Linked DNA regions of Zea mays: region 1 is linked to region 2. The links are chromatin contacts, called in public Hi-C maps. All regions are on one chromosome and are shown on one strand. The core of a region is the stretch at or near the end of the contact, and the rest is flanking DNA. Distances in the headings are between cores, read along the strand shown. Region 1 holds the start of LOC100277773. Region 2 holds the start of LOC541700 (6-phosphogluconate dehydrogenase 2).

Region 1 (4,186 bases), core at 254-2,753, 710 kb before region 2:
CATATGCATATATATATATATATATATGGTGTATATGAATTAACAAATTTTTCAAAAAAAATCTGAAATAAAAGCATACATTTTTTTCATCCTACTCCAATTATATAAAAATTATCAAATTCAAATTCATTATACTTAACTTTTTTTTTTATAAAATTGGCTAAAATATTCTCTCTTTTTTAATTACAGATAAAGTATAACGAATTTAAACTTAATTTTTTGTAAATAATTGAAGTATGATGAAAACTAATTTGTATGTTTTTTTGCTAAAATTATTATTAATTCATGTGCATCGTCAAAATCTCATGTAAATGAGATATGTTTCTCGGTAGAAAAAACAAACCGATGCGAACAAAGTTTGCGATTCTCAAAGCGCCGATGCGGTCCACCACCACCTCTGCTGCAACGGCTCGGCTGGGGAGCAGAGCACGGCAAGCGAAATGTGAGAGCTAGGGAGTATCCAAAGGCCCACCACCACAGATACACACATGCCAGGAACTGCTTGCTACAGGTCCCCAACCCCACTCGAGGACAGTACGCCCTGCTGTGGTAACAGTACTAAAATTTGCTGTATTTCTCGCAGAATTTGTGATGTTATATGCGTCATGTATGGTACTTAGGGCGGGGTAGAAAGGAAAAGGTTATGACAACAAAACCTTATTCCAAGCGAGGTCGAAAACTACAATACCAACTAAACTTTTAGGGTTAGTTTGGTGGACAGGAAAATAAGGTTTTGTCAAGAAAATCTATCCCTTACCATTTAATTTTGAATAATAAGGGAATCTATCCTCGTAAAATCCCCTTCATTTTTTTCCACCAAAGGGACCGTTATCTTGCCCTGTGGTCACCGTTCTAGAGCGTACAAGAACGCCAAACCTTTTGGGTTATCTCATACGAATGTTTTGTCAAGTATGTGGATTGCTTACTTACTATTTATGCTCGTGACATGCTACATGGCTGGATTCACACAAAAGAACAGCATGGCCTGGATTTCCATATTGACTCGCTTGTGAGCGTCATCCGGAAAGGAACAGATCATTTTTTGTGTGCGCGGGGGGCATCGGGCCAAACCAAAAGCACGGACACCAACCAAAGGCCAACTCATGAACACCAACAACTAGTGTAGTGTGTAGTTGTGTGCACGCTGGCTTGGTCCCCGTAGCAGAGAACCCCACCCCCATAAAAGCTCCTCTCCATTGGCCGAACGCCGAGAGCACCACTCCCTCCCTCCGGCTCCCAACCCCAGCACAGCGCAGCAGCAGTCCTCTCTCCTCTCACTCTACTCCTCCAGCTCCCCACCCCTCTCCCAAAACCTCAGTTCAATCCCAGGTTTCAAATCCGCCACCTTTTGGACACACACCACACTTGCCTACCCCCAGAGCTGAGCTAGCTAGCTGCTCTCTCTCTCTCTTTTCACCTAAGCGAGAACAGAGCCCAAGAGGCCTCAAAAGAACCACTGCACTTCCTCCGCATAGCTCGTCGCCCTCTCTCTCCTATCAGTCCTCCCAGCTCCAGCTACCACAGCAGCCCTCTCGCTTAAAGGAGGAGGGAGAAGAGGGCGGGGCGAGCAATGTCGGAGCAGCAGCAGCCATTGCCGCAGCCTCGGAGCAGCATGCGGGAGGCTCTGGAGAAGGAGGACAAGGAGAAGGCGGCGGCTGCTGCGGCGGCCAAGGAGAAGGCGGCCGTCCCCAAGAACGGCAACGGCAACGGCGGCAAGAATGGCGGCGGCGCCGGCAGCGGCAACGGCGGAGCGCCCCCGCAGTCCGGGGAGGAGACGGCCCGCGAGATCCAGGTGGTCAGGGAGGCGTACCGCCGCGAGACGGCCGCGCCGGCCTACGTCATACCCGAGGAGCCGCCGGCCGTGGTCGAGCTCGTCGGCTGGTACATCTACGGCTTCTGCTCCTACTTCATCACCCACCTGCTGCTGCCGGTCCTCTTCCCGGCCATCATCACGCAGGTCGCCTTCCCCAACTCCGACTTCACGCCCGACCCCAAGTACACCCTCAAGGGCGTCACCTGCTCCGTCCACGAGATGTCCATGTAAGACACGCAGCACACTCCTCCCTCCCCCGCCCTGCTTCCTTAAATCTTGTGGTTTTCCCTTTATTTCACAACCTTTATTTCTCTCTTTTCGCGCCATCCCTTTTTTGAGTTATTTTTTTCTTTTTAGGGGGAGGCTAGACGGTGTTTTTGTTTGTTTCTAGGAGGTTTAGTGATTTGTTTGTGTTGTTTCTTACTGTATTTTTTCGGAGGTTTAGTGATTTGTTTCTTTCTTACTGTATTTTTTCTGTCTCTTTTCCGTTGTCCAAGAACCATGGGTTACTGAACAAGCCAGATGTGTTCTCCAGATTTATTTCTACCTCTTTTTTTTCAAACTTTGAGCTACTGTAGTGAGTTTTCCTTTTATTTTCTTCTTCTCCTGTGTGTAGTGTTTACCCACTTCCCTCTCTTGTCTAAGCGGTAAGAGCTCTAAGCTGGTGTCTTGTTTTGGGGTTTCCCCACCTGATGCCTTCTTAAAAACACATCTTGTTTTGTTTAGCAAACAAGGAAGCATACGTTACACCCTTCACTCCAAGAAAACAAGCTTTTTTTGCTTTTCTCCCAGCTTTGTTTTTGTTGGTCCTATTCATCTTGTGATGTTGAACATGGCTGCTCTTCCATCTTCTGCCGAGGCTATTTACCTACCCCGTGCCCTAAACGTGAAGAAGAAGCTCAATCGAAGAAAAAAGACTAGATTTTTCATGGCTTAGTCGATATATCTTGTATATGCAGAAGAGAAGAAAACCTAAAAGAAAAAAAGGACCCTGATTCCTCAGAGATTCCTTGTTTCCGTGGTGTCAATTATTGGTAGCAGATAAGAGATTCAGGAGCAAAGCTCCAAAAGATGCTACTGTTTCGTCCTATCTAGCTGAGAGTACTAGCAGATTAGCGACGCATATCATACCCACCCATCTCTCTTTTTTTCTGTTATTATTCTTATTTTTCTCTAGACATGGACACATTGGATTTTTTTGTCATTGTCATCAGATGAGGATGGTCACAGTATTTCTTGGGAGGATAAGGTCAAACAAACAGTTCCTAGGGGTGTGTCTGTAAAATTTATTTAAAATCTTTGGCAACGTTGTGGTGAAATTGAAATGGGGGGTACTGCTGAGATGGGAAAGGGGCAGAGGAATTTATGAGGTGCCAAGAGGAAGCCTGTGCTGTGCGTCTCATTAAATTGCGCAGAAAAACCCTGAACCATATTTCAGATAGCTTCTAGCCGTCGCATCAGAATTGTGAGGGGATGCAATGCTCACCACATTTTTTTTGCATTTACTACTCATCCTAGCAGTAATTTTCTTTTTGCAATCTACGCATCTGTTGGCTGATAGATCTAGCTGGCATAGAGGGGAGGGGTACATTGCTTGTCTCACTTTTGATGGAACCGAGAGAAAAAGAGAGCACAAAAAAAGCAGGTCCATGCTTTGCTGCCTTCTCTTTGGTCTTTGGCCCCTTTCCCTTTTGAACAGGAAAAGAGCCGTTGCTTGCAATTACATGACCGCTCTCTGCTTTTAACCCCCAATAAACTGTTGGTGGCCAACTGCAGGTCCAGCCAACTGGTAGGTGCTACAGCAAGGCATCCTTAAAAATGCACCAGGCCAACTAACTGCTCTTGATTGCAAAGGGGGAGGGGATTGTTGATTCTTAAATGCGTGTATATTGACGCCCCAACTCACAAACGTTGTTTCTTAATCTGTTAATCTATACTACTAGTCTGTAAAATTTTATATTTGCATTTCTGTCCATTCTCTTGCATCTACCATTCAGAGTTCACGTCATGCAGCCAAACATACATGATGCTCACTCCAGATTTACTCATTGTCCAGGTACCAGAGGCTTACCAAGCACTCCATTGTGATCGATGGATCCCGGATGTCACCATTGGGCTGGAGTGGACTGTCGTGGGCAATCGGCATCCTCATCGTGGCGCCGCTCCTCACCCAGACCGCTCACCATCTCGACCGTGGCCAGTACCAGTCGCTGATCCTCATTGCCGCCACGTCCTTCGGGTCCTTCTTCTGCCTGCTAACAGGCTTCTTCAAGACGGTCTGGGTGTTCCTGTTCTACATCCTCTTCATCGCTGGCTCGATCATCGTCGCTGAGGCGGTGCACACCCGCAACCTTGGGCTGATGATCCGTGGCC
Region 2 (3,968 bases), core at 53-2,552:
TGGAGCGGGAGCCGGAGCTGCCGGCGTCGTCCTCCTCGTCATCGGAGGAATCCGACGGCGTCATCCTCGCGGCACGGCGATCAGCAGCACCAGCCCGGGACGCTGCCGGCGGGTTGGCACGGGCACGGGCCGCAGCAGGGCCGACGACGGGCGCGACGGGCACGACGCCGCTGCCGAGCCCCAGGGGCCCCGAGGCCGGCTCGGCGGTGGGTATGGCGGGGACGCAGACGGGCTGGATCCGCGGGAGCTCGTACGACACGTCCGGCCCGTTGTACGTCAGCGCGAAGGAGTAGTCCATGTCGGGCAGCGGCTCCGGGATGGTGGTCCCCGGCGGGAACATCCGGCGCACCATGTCCTCCCAGTCGCCCCGGCCCGCCGCCATGCCTGCCCGGTGTAGCAGCAATCCGTCGAGCACCTTGCGCGCGGGCGACTAGTCCGTCCCGGTGCAGATAGATATTTTCCACCCGCGGCAGCAGGCGTAGAGACGGCGGGGAATTCAATTCCCGACCCACCCCTGGGTGGAGTGGAGTGAACGGAGTGGCCTCGACGACGACCGGTCCAACGAGAGGCAGGCTGGGTCAGAGAGAAGAAATGCAACCCCTCCACTGGCACTAGCGGCGGTCGTGGCCAGCCAACCAGCAACCGCAACCGGCGGTGCTGGTGCAGGCCCGGGCGGGGCCCCCCAACGACTCCCGCTCGGCGGCTCGGGTCAGTCAGTCAGCAACGAACAACACATCTTTGCACTGGGCAGCGTGGGAACTGCCGTTCTCCGCCCCGCCCGCATTATCTTATCAAACCGACGCTGGACTTGCAGGAAAGGAAAGGCGCTACAACTTTCCTCTGGGCAGTTTGTTTGACCGGGGAATGGAATGGGGATGGATGGACGTGGACGGACGGACGCAGAGTGGGAAAACGGATGAAGAAGGACGAGGACACGCAGGAGGAGGAAGACCACGACTGCACTGGCCGCTGGCGGTGGAGGTGGGACCGGTCGAGCAACGGCAGGCCGCGCGTGAATGATGAGTTGCTTGCGTCAGAGCACCACCAACCATCGTACCCTGCCACCACGGCCCACCGGGCCCCTGGCGTGAGTGGGAACCGGGTGGGTGTTGGGCCCGCCGCGTCAGAAGCACCAACCGAGCCATGGTTCACGGGCTGCGGGCTGCGGGCTGCGGGCTGCGGCGGCCGACGGGACCGGTGTGAGCAGGCGACCACGAAGGGGCCCACCCGTCGGTGGCTGCCTGCCCCCGCTCGTCAACAACTACCCCGAAAGCCGCCAAGCGGCTGCTGCGCAAGGTGCGAAAGGCACCTTCCCTGCCCGATTGGCGATTTAAGTGGTGGGGGAGGGAAGGCCGATGGTCAGTGAAAGAGAGGTAGGTGGCCGGACGGTGGTGGCATCGCCAATTCAACTCCGCATCTGAATCGGCACTCGGCAGCGCGCCAGCTCCATAGGTGAGGCTTCGGATCCCGATCTCCGCACCCTGTCCGATTCCAGCTCCGTCCTCCCCGGATTTCAGTTCCACCGCGTTGAGGTTTTCTTTTTTTGTCTCCTTTGGGTCCTCTTGTTCCCGAAGCATGGGGACTGGGGGTTGAATTCGTGTAGAGATCCAGATGATTGCGCTGCTAGCTCCGATCGCCGATTTTACTCTGCTGCCTGCCGGTCCAGATCCATGGAAGCAAGTCGATGAACTTAGAGGGCTTCCGCTCTGGATTTTCTTTGAAAATAAGTTAGAGTCCTGTCAAACACCTCTTTTCTCTGCCAAACGATCTACAAAATGGCTTTAGCTTAGAAAACTGTTTAGTTAGAAAACTGTTTAGCTTAGAAAACTGTTTACTCGGCCAGGGGACAGAGAGACGCATTACCTTGCCTTCTTGCTCTTTTCGCCTCTAGCGGTGCTGTGTATTCAGTTACTTCGTCTCAAAGAAATTCAGTTGGTTTCATCCTATACACCTATATGTAGCCGGCCCTGTGACTCGCAGGGCAGCGTATGATCTTTGATCCTCGGCTTATGTATTCACCTCATCGGCCGCTTAACCTTGGTACATGAAAATAGATTTTGTTTCCAGGGTCCTGCTCGGCTTATGTATGAAATAGATTTTTTTTTCTCAGTGTAGGAGGAGATGGCGCTCACAAGAATCGGTCTTGCTGGCCTTGCGGTCATGGGGCAGAACCTTGCCCTCAACATTGCAGAGAAAGGGTTCCCCATCTCTGTGTACAACAGGACAACCTCCAAGGTGGACGAGACCGTGCAGCGTGCCAAGGCAGAAGGAAACCTTCCCGTCTACGGCTTCCATGACCCCGCGTCCTTTGTGAAGTCCATTCAGAAGCCACGGGTGGTGATCATGCTCGTCAAGGCCGGCGCGCCAGTTGACCAGACCATCGCGACGCTCGCAGCTCACTTGGAGCAGGGCGACTGCATCATCGATGGGGGGAACGAGTGGTACGAGAACACGGAGAGGAGGGAGAAGGCCATGGAGGAGCGCGGCCTCCTGTATCTTGGCATGGGTGTCTCTGGAGGAGAGGAGGGTGCCCGCAACGGCCCGTCCTTGATGCCCGGAGGCTCGTTCGAGGCTTACAAGTACGTCGAAGACATTGTCCTCAAGGTGGCTGCTCAGGTCCCTGACAGTGGCCCGTGTGTCACGTACATTGGCAAAGGTGGATCGGGCAACTTTGTCAAGATGGTTCACAACGGAATCGAGTATGGCGATATGCAGCTGATTTCCGAGGCATACGACGTTCTCAAGTCGGTCGGTAAGCTCACCAACAGTGAGCTGCACCAGGTGTTCTCCGAGTGGAACAAGGGCGAGCTCCTGAGCTTCTTGATCGAGATCACGGCCGACATCTTTGGCATCAAGGACGAGCATGGCGATGGCTACCTGGTGGACAAGGTCCTTGACAAGACCGGGATGAAAGGGACAGGGAAGTGGACGGTGCAGCAGGCCGCCGAGCTGTCGGTGGCCGCTCCTACGATCGAGGCGTCCTTGGACTCGAGGTTCCTGAGCGGGCTGAAGGACGAGCGGGTGGAGGCCTCCAAGATCTTCCAGGGTGACTACTACTCCACCGGCTCGCCGGTGGACAAGGCGCAGCTGGTGGAGGACGTGAGGCAGGCCCTGTACGCGTCCAAGATCTGCAGCTACGCGCAGGGCATGAACATCATCAAGGCCAAGAGCGCGGAGAAAGGCTGGGGGCTCAACCTCGGCGAGCTGGCCAGGATCTGGAAGGGCGGGTGCATCATCCGCGCCATCTTCCTGGACCGCATCAAGAAGGCCTACGACAGGAACCCGGGCCTCGCCAGCCTGCTCGTAGACCCCGAGTTCGCGCAGGAGATCATGGACAGGCAGGCGGCGTGGCGCAGGGTGGTGTGCCTCGCCATCAACAACGGCGTCAGCACCCCGGGAATGTCCGCTAGCCTGGCCTACTTCGACTCCTACCGCAGGGACAGGCTGCCTGCCAACCTGGTGCAGGCCCAGAGGGACTACTTCGGGGCTCACACCTACGAGAGGGTCGACATGCCTGGCTCTTTCCACACCGAGTGGTTCAAGATTGCGCGCAACATCTCCAACAACTGATGAGCTGCTCAACGGATGGCATGCCCGGTGTTGACTACTCCAGTCGGTAATGAGATTTCCTGCAGGAACTTGTCTATTGATCTTTGTAAGTTAATTATTTATATGAATAAAATAAGAGCAGACATGCTTGTGTTTGGGCACCCTCTGTTTTCTCCTCCCTGTTAATCAATGCACCATGCTCCAAAGGTGATGTACATAATTCAGACAAGTCTCGATGATGTACATGTTACAGAACTAGCGAAAGAGTTCAGCTTGGTCGCCGCAGAAAACCTCCATTGCCTCGATGTGCGTCCACATTGGAGAGGTCTTCACGAAAGGAGGAGGATGAGTTGAGAAGCCATCAGGTGTTGTGATTGAAACAAACTTGGACATTGGTCTACCCTCACAAGCTTTTGGGT

What was found. Hi-C and Micro-C count contacts between places; a contact is called where the count stands out from the background.
Region 1: a Hi-C map of bundle sheath shows a contact between it and region 2, with 2.3 times the contacts expected there. The contact joins the promoter of LOC100277773 here to the promoter of LOC541700 in region 2. A contact is called at or near these places in 3 of 25 Hi-C or Micro-C datasets (bundle sheath, leaf and tassel).

What each region holds. Positions count from the first base shown.
Region 1 is chr6:67,741,124-67,745,309 of Zm-B73-REFERENCE-NAM-5.0, reverse strand. It overlaps LOC100277773, which reads left to right and starts at 1,503. Exons shown (of 2, transcript NM_001151257.1): 1 at 1,503-2,040; 2 at 3,870-4,186. The coding sequence starts at 1,571.
Region 2 is chr6:67,035,256-67,039,223 of Zm-B73-REFERENCE-NAM-5.0, reverse strand. It overlaps LOC541700 (6-phosphogluconate dehydrogenase 2), which reads left to right and starts at 1,302. Exons shown (of 2, transcript NM_001279373.2): 1 at 1,302-1,452; 2 at 2,111-3,806. The coding sequence starts at 2,122. The coding sequence ends at 3,570. LOC100272751 reads right to left here and starts at 875. Exons shown (of 9, transcript NM_001360110.1): 1 at 1-875. The coding sequence starts at 382.